Linked DNA regions of Oryctolagus cuniculus: region 2 is linked to region 1. A link is a contact called in public Hi-C data. All regions are on one chromosome and are shown on one strand. Each heading gives the region's core, a stretch centred on a gene start, on an enhancer-like site or on the middle of the called end of the contact. The rest is flanking DNA. Distances are from core to core; before and after follow the strand shown. Region 1 holds the start of MRPS17 (mitochondrial ribosomal protein S17). Region 2 overlaps SUMF2 (sulfatase modifying factor 2).

The links. A called contact is a pair of places that touch in the nucleus more often than the background predicts.
Region 2: a contact with region 1 is called in a Hi-C map of an unstated tissue, with 4 times the contacts expected there. The contact joins the enhancer-like site here to the promoter of MRPS17 in region 1. A contact is called at or near these places in 4 of 6 Hi-C or Micro-C datasets (ear pinna, liver, psoas muscle and 1 more).

Annotation. Positions count from the first base shown.
Region 1 is chr19:65,775,222-65,780,894 of mOryCun1.1, forward strand. It overlaps MRPS17 (mitochondrial ribosomal protein S17), which reads left to right and starts at 2,664. Exons shown (of 3, transcript XM_002722283.5): 1 at 2,664-3,018; 2 at 3,805-3,944. The coding sequence starts at 3,822.
Region 2 is chr19:65,910,294-65,915,969 of mOryCun1.1, forward strand. It overlaps SUMF2 (sulfatase modifying factor 2), which reads left to right. Exons shown (of 8, transcript XM_008249658.4): 2 at 2,648-2,762; 3 at 3,125-3,169; 4 at 3,501-3,651; 5 at 5,499-5,554. Among named protein-coding and RNA genes, the nearest start is that of SUMF2, 9.2 kb to the left of the region's middle. Within about 2 kb of position 3,473, at least 1 of the 8 cell types and tissues checked has an H3K27ac peak or open chromatin away from gene starts, as enhancers often do.

The sequences.
Region 1 (5,673 bases), core at 1,414-3,913:
CCAGGTACTTATCCTGGTCTCCCATGGGGTGCAGGGCCGAAGTACTTGGGCCATCCTCCACTGCACTCCCTGGCCACAGCAGAGAGCTGGCCTGGAAGAGGGGCAACCGGGACAGAATCCGGCGCTCGACCGGGACTAGAACCCGGTGTGCCGGCGCCACAAGGCGGAGGATTAGCCTAGTGAGCCGCGGCGCCGGCCGTAAAATTTCTTTTTTTATAAAAATGATCAGCAAGACTTTGATTCTGAACTTATAGCCTCTAAAACTGGGGAAAATAAATTTCTATTGTTTAAACCACCCAGGCTATGGTGTTTTGTTAAGGAATTTGGAGCAGAGTAATACATACTTAATGCTGTTATTGTTATCTATAAGCACAGTACATACACAGATACACACCCCTACCTCCTCTGAGTCCCTTTGCTCCCCAACCCGTGTCCCCGTTTCCATTCCCTCTGAACCAATTTAGGTCCTCATCAAAGCCTGACAGCTTCCCCCCCACTCTTCTGTCTTCAACACACCTACCGGAATGATCCTGAAAACTGGCAAAGCTACTAACCTGTTTTCAAAGGCTCTCTCCTCTCCATCACTTACCAGAAAAAGTTGAGTCCTTAACAAAAAGCGCCTCCTGGGTAGAGGCCTAGCCCTGTCCAGCTCCAGTCCCTCCTCTCTTCTCCCACCTAGATTCTGGCCATGCTAGGCTCTTGGTGAGCACACTCTGAGCTCAGCATCCCTGCAATGCGTTGAGTGCCTTTCACCCACCCCATGTCCCTCTTGTGCTATCTAGTTCCCTCCACTTTGTGTCCTAACCGAAAGTCATAGCGTGCCTTGACCACTAGATGTCCCAACCGGCTGCAAGATTTTCTTGCAAGCTTGAGCTCAGGTTGCTTTGGCCTTGAACATCCCCGCATACTGACAAAGGTGTTAGGTTGTCGCCCAAGAGACAGAAAGCGGCCCAAGCCTGAACCAAAATTTCTTAAAGCCTCATATAAACTGCATACCTTGACCTCCGCTTGCTGTGGACAGCTAAGCAGAGAGCATCCCTTTTGTCTTACTGTTAGTGGCATGGATAAACTGCAAGCCTCTCTAAGTTTCCCCAGTAAATGCTTCAGCTTGGTTGTTTTGGGATTTGGTACTTCTTTCTTGGGAATCTCAACTGGTCCCATCTGACCACAGTTCGGGGTACTCCGTTGTGGAAATTCCCCTGCAGCCACTTTTGGGGGTGACTCTAGCATGGGTTTGACCTCTGGCCTCTAGCTGTGTGGGGAGATGGGGTACAGATTGAGGTGTACTGTATTTATTCAAATCCCCTCTCTCTCCTAAATTTTGACTTTCCTCTCTCAAGGTTATTACTTGTGCCCATTTTAGAATTTTCTTTTTCATCTGTCCCTATTAGGCTATGAGTTTTGAGGCCTTCTATTCATCTTTTTTTCTCTCAGGGCATAGCACAGAGTCTCAGAATGTGTTCCATAAATGTTTGCTCTGTGGATAAATTCTTATTTCCTCAGTCTTCCTTCACCAGTGGCTAAAATGTTCCAATAGTAAAAGATTGACCACATGCATATTTTGGCCCTCAAATTGATCCAGAAACCTACGGTTTGCTGTTGCTTTTAGCAATTCGCAAACAAGAGCCTAATACATTCCCAGTCTTCCCTGTATCTTAGAAATTGTCAGCAGGTAATCTGCTCACAGCCCATCCATTTCCTTCCCAACACACACAATAAGTACAACCCACACCAGGTTGCCCTGCCATCTCACAGACATGAAATACCTAAAATCATAGCAGACACAAAAACCCACAAAGGTTTACCTTCAAAGCAGCTGGAGGAGTGGAAATGATTCAGTTTTTCACCCTAGTATTTAGAAGCTTCCTATGTTTCCATTTTTTATCTTGACACATAATAATAAGGTACAGTATTTTTTTATGTTTATTTGAAAGGCAAAAATGACAGGCAGAGAAGGAGAGACAGGGATCTTCCACCCACAAGCCCAATGCCTGCACCAACCAACCGTAAGGAAAAGTCATTAACTGCTACTGATTTATTTTTTTTTATGTTTATTTATTTGAAAGGCAGAGCAAAAGCCAGAGAGAGAGTCTTCCAACTGCTGGTTCACTCCTCAAATGGCCACAACGGCTAGAGCTGCGCCAATCCGAAGGCAGGAACCAGGAGCTTCTTCCAGGTCTCCCACGAGGGTGCCAGGTCTCCCACTTGGGCCATCTTCTACTGCTGTCCCAGGCGATAGCAGAGAGCTGGATCGGAAGTGGAGCAGCTGGGACTTGAACCGGCGTCCATATGGGATGCCGGTGCTGCAGGTGGCTTTACCCGCTAGCCACAGCAACGGCCCCCTAACTGCTACTGACTTATAGCTAGATAGGAGTTAGTCTGGGGTTCTATTGAGCAGTAGGGTGACTACAATGTTACTGTACTATATATTTCCTTTTTTTTTTTTACTTGAAGGTAAACTGTGAATGTTTTCATCATAAAGAAATACGAAGTATTTGAGGAGATAGATATATCTACCCTGATTGCACATTACACATGTAGCTAACCATTACACGGTACCCCCAAATAACATACAATTGCATGTCTTTAAAATGTTCAAATTTTAAAAATTACAAAATATAAAAATGCCAACATTCCTTAACAAAGTTATTCCTCCTCTCCAGCTGCTTCCTGCCGTTTCAGTGTTTGATGACTGAAAGTTCCTTCGATTTGGAAGGCCTTGTCCAACGTCCGGAAGACCCCCAGAAGAAGAGGCGGGCAGGGCAAGAAAGGAACGACCCCGGGGAAGGAGAGTGGGCGGAGCCCTGCCTTTAACTCCGCCCAAGGCTGGGAGCCCTCGGCCAATGCAAGGCGCTTTCCGGGGCGGGGCCTGCGTGCCTCGTGACGCTATCACGCTACGGCCCGCGCTCGGCGCTTGCGAGTTTACCCGGCAGGACTGAGAGGTGAACGCGGGTCGTTCGTGGCTGCCGCGGAGGGGGATTCCGGGGGCAGGGACGCCGCTGCGGGAGCGCGGTGCGGGTGAGTCCGGTCCTCTGCGCTCAGGGTTGCCCGGGGTGAGGGGGCGGAATCCCCCGCAGCCGACCCCAGGCCCCACGATTTGGACTCAGTATTAAGTGACCCCCAGAGCAGCCCCAAGTCCGGGTCTCCGTCCCTGGGAAGGACCCTCTGCCTAGGGCTTGCTTGCGTGCGAGTAGCCAGGATGTGAGCCTTTAGGGAGAAGCCGCCCAGCGGGATGGAGAGAGAGAGAGACAGAAGGGACGCCACTGCCGGCCAACGTTTACTCGCTCCATTAAGCGTCGTGTACTTAGTTAAATCCTCAAAGCACTCGTATCAGTAGGCCCTGTCGTTAGTCCCATTTTGCAGAAGGGGAAGCTGAGGTTTGAGGCGATTACAGTCAGGGTAGCTAGCGGGCCTTGTGACACAGCGGTCTAAGCTGCCGCGCCAGATGCCTCCATCCCATATCCTGTCGATCCTGCTGATGCGCATCCCAGCAGGCAGCAGACGGAGGCTCAGGTACTTAGGCCCCTGCCTCCCACCTGGGAAGCTGGATGGAGTTCCTGGCTCCTCGCTTCAGCCTGGGGTAACCCTAGCTGTTGTGGGCATTTAGGGAGTGAACCAGCTTATGGAAGATTCCCTCTCCCTCTCCCCCTTTCCCCCTCTCTCTCCTCTTCCTTCTTTCCCCTCCCTCCCTCCCTCTCTAAAATGGTGATTCCAGAAAACCAACAAAACCCCTTAACTCTGCTGACCAAATTCATTCGGTGAGTCCTACCACCAAAATCTTAAACTTTGACATTTGTTTTTCAGGTGACCAAAGCCACATAATGTCAGTAACTCGTTCATCCGTCCATGCCAAATGGATTGTGGGGAAAGTGATTGGGACAGCAATGCAAAAAACTGCCAAAGTGAGGGTGACCAGGCTTGTTCTGGATCCCTACTTACTAAAGGTGAGGTGCTTTCTTGTTTTCAAGTGACACTGATAAATCACTCATTTGTTCTGAGCAGAAAAACATTTCCCTGTTAGTAGAAATGTGATGAGTGTCTGCCGTGAGCCCAGCACCAAGCTGATCTGTGTGTGTAATGTGGTTCTTACTCAGCTTGCTATAAGAGAGCTTAAAGAGACATTTAAGGGGCCGGTGCCGTGGCTTACTTGGTTAATCCTCCGCCTGTGGCGCCAGTATCCCATATGAGCGCCAGGTTCTAGTCCCGGTTGCTCCTCTTCCAGTCCAGCTCTCTGCTGTGGTCTGGGAAGGCAGTGCAGGATGGCCCAAGTGCTTGGGGCCCTGCACCCGCATGGGAGACCAGGAGGAAGCTCCTGGCTTCAGATCGGTGTAGCTCCTGCCGTAGCGGCCATTTTGGGGGTGAACCAACGGAAGGAAGACCTTTCTTTCTGTCTTTCCCTCTCACTGTCTAACTCTATCTGTCAAATAAATAAAAAGAGATATTTAAGCTGAATTTCAGGATTTTTATCCAGAGGGCCAGGTGAGGGAGGACATTCCAGCTGCGGTGAGTAGGTTTTTTTGTTTTGTTTTGTTTTGTTTTTAAGTTTATTTATTTGAAAGTCACAGTTACACAGAGAGAGAAAGGTCTTCCATCTGCTGGTTCACTCCCCAGATGGCCACAACAGCTGGAGCTGCACCAATCCGGAGCCAGGAGCCAGGAGCTTCTTCCTGGTCTCCCACGTGGGTGCAAGGGCCCAAGAGCCTGGGCCATCTGCTGCTGCTTTGCAGGCCATAGCAGAGAGCTGGATTGGAAGTGGAGCAGCCAGGACTCAAGCCTGCACCCATATGGGATGCCAGCACTGCAAGCAGCAGCTTTACCCGCTATGTCACAGTGCCTGCCCTGTGATGAGTAGTTTGTGAAAGTTTAGTTAGCCGTAGTGAAGCAAGACCTTCTAAAAGGAACAGCGAATGGTTTGCCGAGGTTGAGCCCAGGCAGTCATCCTATATGAACGGCAAGGAGAGTTGGAGCTGGATTATGAAGGGTCTGTGTGTGCTTTCCCTTAAGCAAAGGAAAAACAGGATTAGGGATGATGACTGCAGGTAGGAGGGTGGATGCTCACGGGAAAGCCTAGGATGGAGGTGAGAAGGACCGAACTAAAGTTAGTTAGAGCATGGCAGGCGGAGTGGGGAAAAGATTTCAGGAAGGAACAGAGTTACTGCTTGTTAGATGTGCGAAGAAGGAAGGAACTGGTGCCAAGGGTGGCTTCTGCACTGAGAGTGGGCACACAGGTAGCCTGGAGAGTTAGAGAGAGCAAGATTTTTCCATCTGCTGGTTCACTCCCCTAGAAGACTGTAGCAGCCAGGCTGGGCCAGCCCAAAACTAGGAGCTTGAAACTCCATCCAGGCCTCTCACGTGGGTGCAGGGCCCAAACACTTGGACCACCTTCCTCTGCTTTTTCAGGTGCATTAGCAAGGAGCTGGATCAGAAGTGGAGCAGCCAGGAATAGAACTGTGCACCTGTGTGGGATGCTGGTGTTGCAGGTGGTGGCTTTACCCACTGTGCCACAAAGCCTGCCTCAAAAAATGTTTTTATCATTTGTAGAATGGAAGTACCTGCTTTTCTTGTTACGAAGAAGACTTGCTTTGAGTTGTTATTTGTAACTTATAATACTTTGAGGTGGGCCTAGAGCTAAGTACTTTGTGTGAATTATAATGTTTAAGTCTTTTGATGACT
Region 2 (5,676 bases), core at 2,223-4,722, 140 kb after region 1:
ATCTGGGACTCGAACTAGTGCCTTTATGGGATGCCAGCACTGCAGATGGTGGCTTTACCAGCTACGCCACAGCGCAGGCCCCCTGAGTCTTTATGACTCCATTGGTTTTTAGTTTTGGTTTTGGTTTTTTTGTTGTTGTTTTAAAGATTTATGTGTGTATGTATTTGAAAGGCAGAGTGACAGAGGGAAGGAGAGACAGCTGTTCCATCCGCTGGTTCACTCCCCAGATGCCCACAACAGCCAGGGCTGGTCCAGGCCAAATCCCAGGAACCTGGAACTCCGTGCAGGTGTTCCATGTGAGTGGCAGGGACCCAGTCACTTGGGCCATCTTCCACTGCTTTCCCAGGCACGTTAGCAGGGAATTGGATTGGAAGTGGAGCCAGGACCCAAACTGGTGCTCATATGGTATGTTTGTGATAGTTGGCAGCTTAACCTCCTGCGCCACAATGTCAGTCCCTTAAGAGCCATATTTTTTTTTTCTTTTAAAGATTTATTTATTTATTTGAAAGAGTTACAGAGAGAGGGAGAGACCAAGAGAAAAATCTTCCATCCTCTGGTTCATTCCCCAAATGGCTGCAATGACCAGGGGCCTGGGTCAGGTCAAAGCTAGGAGCCAGGAGCTTCATCTGGTCTCCCATGGGTGGCAGGGGTCCAAGTACTTAGGTGATCTTCTGTTGCTTTCCTGGGCCTATTAGCAGGGAGATGGATCAGAAGTGGAGCAGCTGGGACTTGAACTGGTACCCATTGCAGGCAGTGGCTTAATCAGTTGTACTACAATGCTGGGCCCCAAATTATTTTTAAGATTTATTTTATTTGAAAGAGTAACAGAGTGAGAGACAGATCTTCCATCTGCAAGTTCATTCCCCAAATGGCTAGGACTCATCCAAGCCAAACCCAAAAGCCCAGAATTCCATCCAGGTCTCCCACGTGGGTTGCAGAGGCCGAACTCGTTGGGCTATCTTCAGCTGCCTTCCCATATACATTAGCAGGGTGCTGGATGGGAAGAAGAGTAGACGGTACTCAAGCCATCACTCAGATATAGGATGTCAGCATCTCCACTGCACTGCACTGCCAGCCCCTGATTTTAATTTTTTTAAAAAAAGATTTATTTATCTGAAATAAAGAGTTACAAGGAGAGAGAGAGTGAGTCTCTGGTTCACTTCCCAAGATGGTCACAATGGCCACAGCTAAGTCAGGCCAAAGCCAGGAGCCAAGAGCTCCTATTAGGTCTCCCATGTGGGTGGCAGGGGCCCAAGCACTTGGGCTGTCCTCTGCTGCCTTCCAAGGTGCATTAGCAGGAGTAGGATAGGAAGTAAAGATGCTGGGATTCAAACGAGCTCATATAGGATGCTGGCATCGCAAGTGGTGGCTAGACCCACTGTGCCATGTCAGCCCAGGATTCTAATTTTTTAATTTATTTATATGTACTAATTTTTCTATAGTAAAGTCTGCATTGTTTATACATGCATGCTTTTTTAAAGTAATTTTAACAGGAAAGTTACTAAAATTGGATGAGAAATCACTTCTGATCAAGCTTGCACTGTATCATGACAACCAAAAACAGCTAGGTAGAAGCACAGTATGCCTTTTATATCCCAAAGTGTGACCTACTGTATTAAACAATATGACATCACCTCCAACAGGTCCCTAAATTTTGCTTAGAACCCCATGATCTGTCTCTGCCTCTGGCAAATGGTTTTTAATGCTCGGACGCTCTGGGGCTGGTAGTTACTGCTACAGAATCTCCTGGTCACCTCCTCCATTTTCAAAGCCCCTTTGGTCAGTGAACAGTGACTTCTCATATCAGAGGCCTGAAACACATAGCCCAGGAAAAAATCATCGTTCCTACCCCAGCAGTCTGCCTGCTGAAACTGACTAAACCAAACCCAACCGTATTAAAATCCTTTCTACCATCTCAGCGTGTCATTGTGTTTGGCTCACTGTCTTCCATCCGTTAGATGGAGATTAACAGTGCTGCCTGCCTTCCCATGATCACAGGGAGAGATTAGGTCTGTGATGAAGACCTTGCAGAAAACAGTCTCATTCCTCACCCTTACACGCCTGATTTTTTCCCTTTTTTTATAATCTCCAAAAATTGGAGATAACTCACTTGATGTTCAGCTGGTGAGTGCATAAGCATAGTGTATCCATACAGTGAAATACTCAACGAGAAAGCAGAGACCGCTGATAACTGACAGCGTGAATGAGGCTCCGATGCATTTTACTGAGCGAAAGAAGCCCAACCCAACGGACTGTGTACTGTGTATGAGTCCCTTTAGGTGACTTTCTGGGAAGGGCAAGACTATAAGGACAAAAAAAAAAAAAAGGTTGCAGGGGCACAGGGAAGTTTTTTGGGGCGATGATCTCTGTAGTGATTATCCATATAGGAATTATCCATGCACTTTGTCAGAACTCACAGAGCTAGATATACATCCAAAAGGGGGCTTTCCCTATATGAGACCTCTGTTCTTATTTGAAAGAAAAGCTGCCCCTGCTGAGGGTGGAGGTGAATTCCTTGCAGGTCGTAACAGCTCCGAGGTATGTGCCTTACGGGACAAGGGTGTATGAAGGTTCCTGCAGCAGGGAAGGGTGAGAGGATGAGGCATGGATTCCTTGCAGCTGAACCAGGTGAACTGTCTCATTTCAGGGAGTTTATCAGGGAGAAGAAGTACCGGACAGAGGCCGAGGCATTTGGGTGGAGCTTTGTCTTTGAGGACTTTGTCTCCAAGGAGCTCAGAAACAAAGTGACAAAGCAGATGCAGGTGAGAGAGCCTGGTCCACTCAGCTGAGGGGGAGGGAGGGAGCCCTGGACAGAGAATCCTGTGAGATAAGGGGTCAGCTGGGCCACAGGACAGAACCTGACCCGAGAGCTGGAGCAGAGAGGCAGCAGGAGAAATCCACCCTGGAAGAGACAGACACGCTGTCCCAGGAGGTGAGCCCTGAGCCAATTCTGCTGTAGTCAGATAAAGACCAGCAAAATGAAGTGCTCAGGGTGCCTCTGAACTTCACAAGCCTCGCTCTAGTCAGGGGAGAGATTGCATCCAAGCTTCCCCTGGCCCGCCTGCCTCTCTATTCTGCCTCCTGGATCACAGAATCTCCCAGACTCGCTCCTTTTCTCTTGCAGTCTCTCCTCTGGTGGCTTCCTGTGGAAAAGGCATATTGGAGGCAGGTAAGGGTTGGCTCCTCTCCTGATAGGCTCTGGGACCCCTGCTTCCTTAGATCCCTGTGCACCCAGGAATGCTGAGTTTAATGGGATCATGAGAACTTCTGGGGAATCGCTAAGCAGTTTCTTTTCCCTTGGCCCTGTCCCGTCGTCTCTCCCTGTAGTCTCCTGTGTGGTCTTTTTTTCCTGGCTCTGGCGGGCCCCCACTCACCGAGCCATCTCGTGCAACTTCCTTGCTCCATCTAGTGGTAGAAGCTGAGCTCTGGCACCCTAGGCTAGCCGTCCTCACACTTCCGGGAGCGCCCAGAAGCCCGTCTCACTTCATCCTGGCTGTCAGCCTGCAGGTCCCGGCTCTGGCATCAGCGAGAGACTGGAGCTCCCAGTGCTACACGTGAGCTGGAATGACGCTCGTGCCTACTGTGCTTGGCGAGGGAAACGGCTGCCCACTGAGGAAGAGTGGGAGTTTGCTGCCCGAGGGGGCTTGAAGGGTATACAGTTGCCAAGGCGATTGCTGTTTCTTCTCCCCATCCTGCCCTGCATGGGGGACTTTAAAGCGGGAGGGGGTCCATGTTCCCAAAGCAGTGCTATTTAAACTCGCTGTGGTGAAGGGCCAGTGGTTATGTTTTTATTTCTGATCTATCTCAGAACAGTACATCTGTAAAATACCATAAATGTTAATAACTGGGAAACCAGAATGCAAACAGACATAAACATTTTCTGTTGTTGGAGATTCTATAAGTATTAGTTACATTTCTTTTTTAAGACTTATTTACTTATTTGAAGGGCAGAGTTAGAGAAAGAGAGAGAGAGAGAGAGAAATATCTTGTATCTGCTGGTTCATTCTCCAGATGGCCACAACAGTTAGGGCTGGGCCAGGCCAAGGCAGGAGCCTAGAATTCCATCTAGTCTCCCACCAGGGAGGCAAGGGCCCAAGTACTCGGGCCATCTTCCACTGCTTTCCCATGTGTATGACAGTGAGCTGGACTGGAAGTGGAGCATCTAGGACTCAAACTGGGACTCATATGCAATGCTGCCATTGTAGGCGACAGCTTAACCTGCTGTACCCCAATGCCAGCCCCTCTGAGTTACATTTCAATCAGTATAAGTAGCACAACATTACACAGGGAGAAAGAATTACTAGAATTACATACCTTTTCCATGGGGGAGCTGGGATTGATAAAATGAATCACTTTTCACTCAAAGTTTGTCATTTTGTAGTCTTGAATACATAAAACGTCATGTGAGTGGAAAGCAATTGCCCACATTAAACCCCTGTATGCTCTCCTTGAATGAACACCTGGTATATCAATGGTCAAAGTTTTTAATATGACTAGTGAGGTTGTTTCCTGCCTGTTTGATTACACAGTGTAGGTCCAATGAACAACTTTCTTTCTTAGAAAAAGTGATTAAAAAAAAAGATTATTTATTTGAAAGGCAGAGTTACAGAGAGGAACTCTCTTCTATCCACTGGTGGACTTCCCAGAAGGCTGCAATGGCTGGAGCTGTGCTGATCTGAAGCCAGGAGCCAGGAGCTTTTTCTGGATCTCCCACACAGATGCAGGGGCCCAAGAACTTAGGCCATCTTCTACTGCTTTCCCAGGCCATAGCAGAGAGCTGGATAGGAAGTGGAGCAGCCAGGACTCAAGCCGGCGCCCATATGGGATGCCTGCACTGCAGGTGGTGGCTTTACCTGCTACACCACAAAGCCAGCCCCAAAGTTGATTTATTTTAATCTACCTGAAAGGCAAAATGATGGAGGAGAAGGAGAAGAAGGGGAGAGAGAGAGAAAGAGCTATCTTGCATTCACTCCCCAAATGCCTGCAATAGCAAGAACTGGGCCAGTTGAAGCCAGGATCCAGGAATTCCATCTGGGTTTCCCACATGGGTGGCACCCAAGCACCTGGGCCATCATCCACTGCTTTCCAGGATGCATTAGCAGGAAGCTGAATCAGAAGTGGATCTGCCAGAACTCCAGCAGGCACTCTGATATGGGACGTGGGTATCCCAAGTGGCAGCTTAACTTCCTACACCTCAGCACCTGGCCCTGACAAGTTTCTTAATGCTTAACGCTCAGTTTCTGAGCTTTTCCTGACATTAGCTGGTAGCAAATAGTTCACAAAGTGCCACTGCTCTGAGAACCACGCTTAGAATTGCACTGTCCTGGGGCAGGTCAGGCGGCCAGGGGCCCTAGTGCCGTACAGTGAGTGCAGGCGATGGGCAGGGGAGATAAAAGTAACCTCCCTCTGCTTTTCTCCCTACCTCCTAACTTTTGATTCCCTCGCTCCGCCCACCCCTTCACCTCTCCCTCTTCCCCCGCCCCTTGCCCTCCTGGCAGGTCAGGTTTACCCCTGGGGGAACCGATTCCAGCCGAATCGCACCAATCTGTGGCAGGTAAGAGATACCCGGCACTGGCTGAGTGACTGGGGTGGGGGATGCTAATTTGCACAGGACCAGATGGAAGTTGAGCTGTACTGGGGACGGGGAGTCTTTGAGTTGGAGGTTGTGGCCATGGC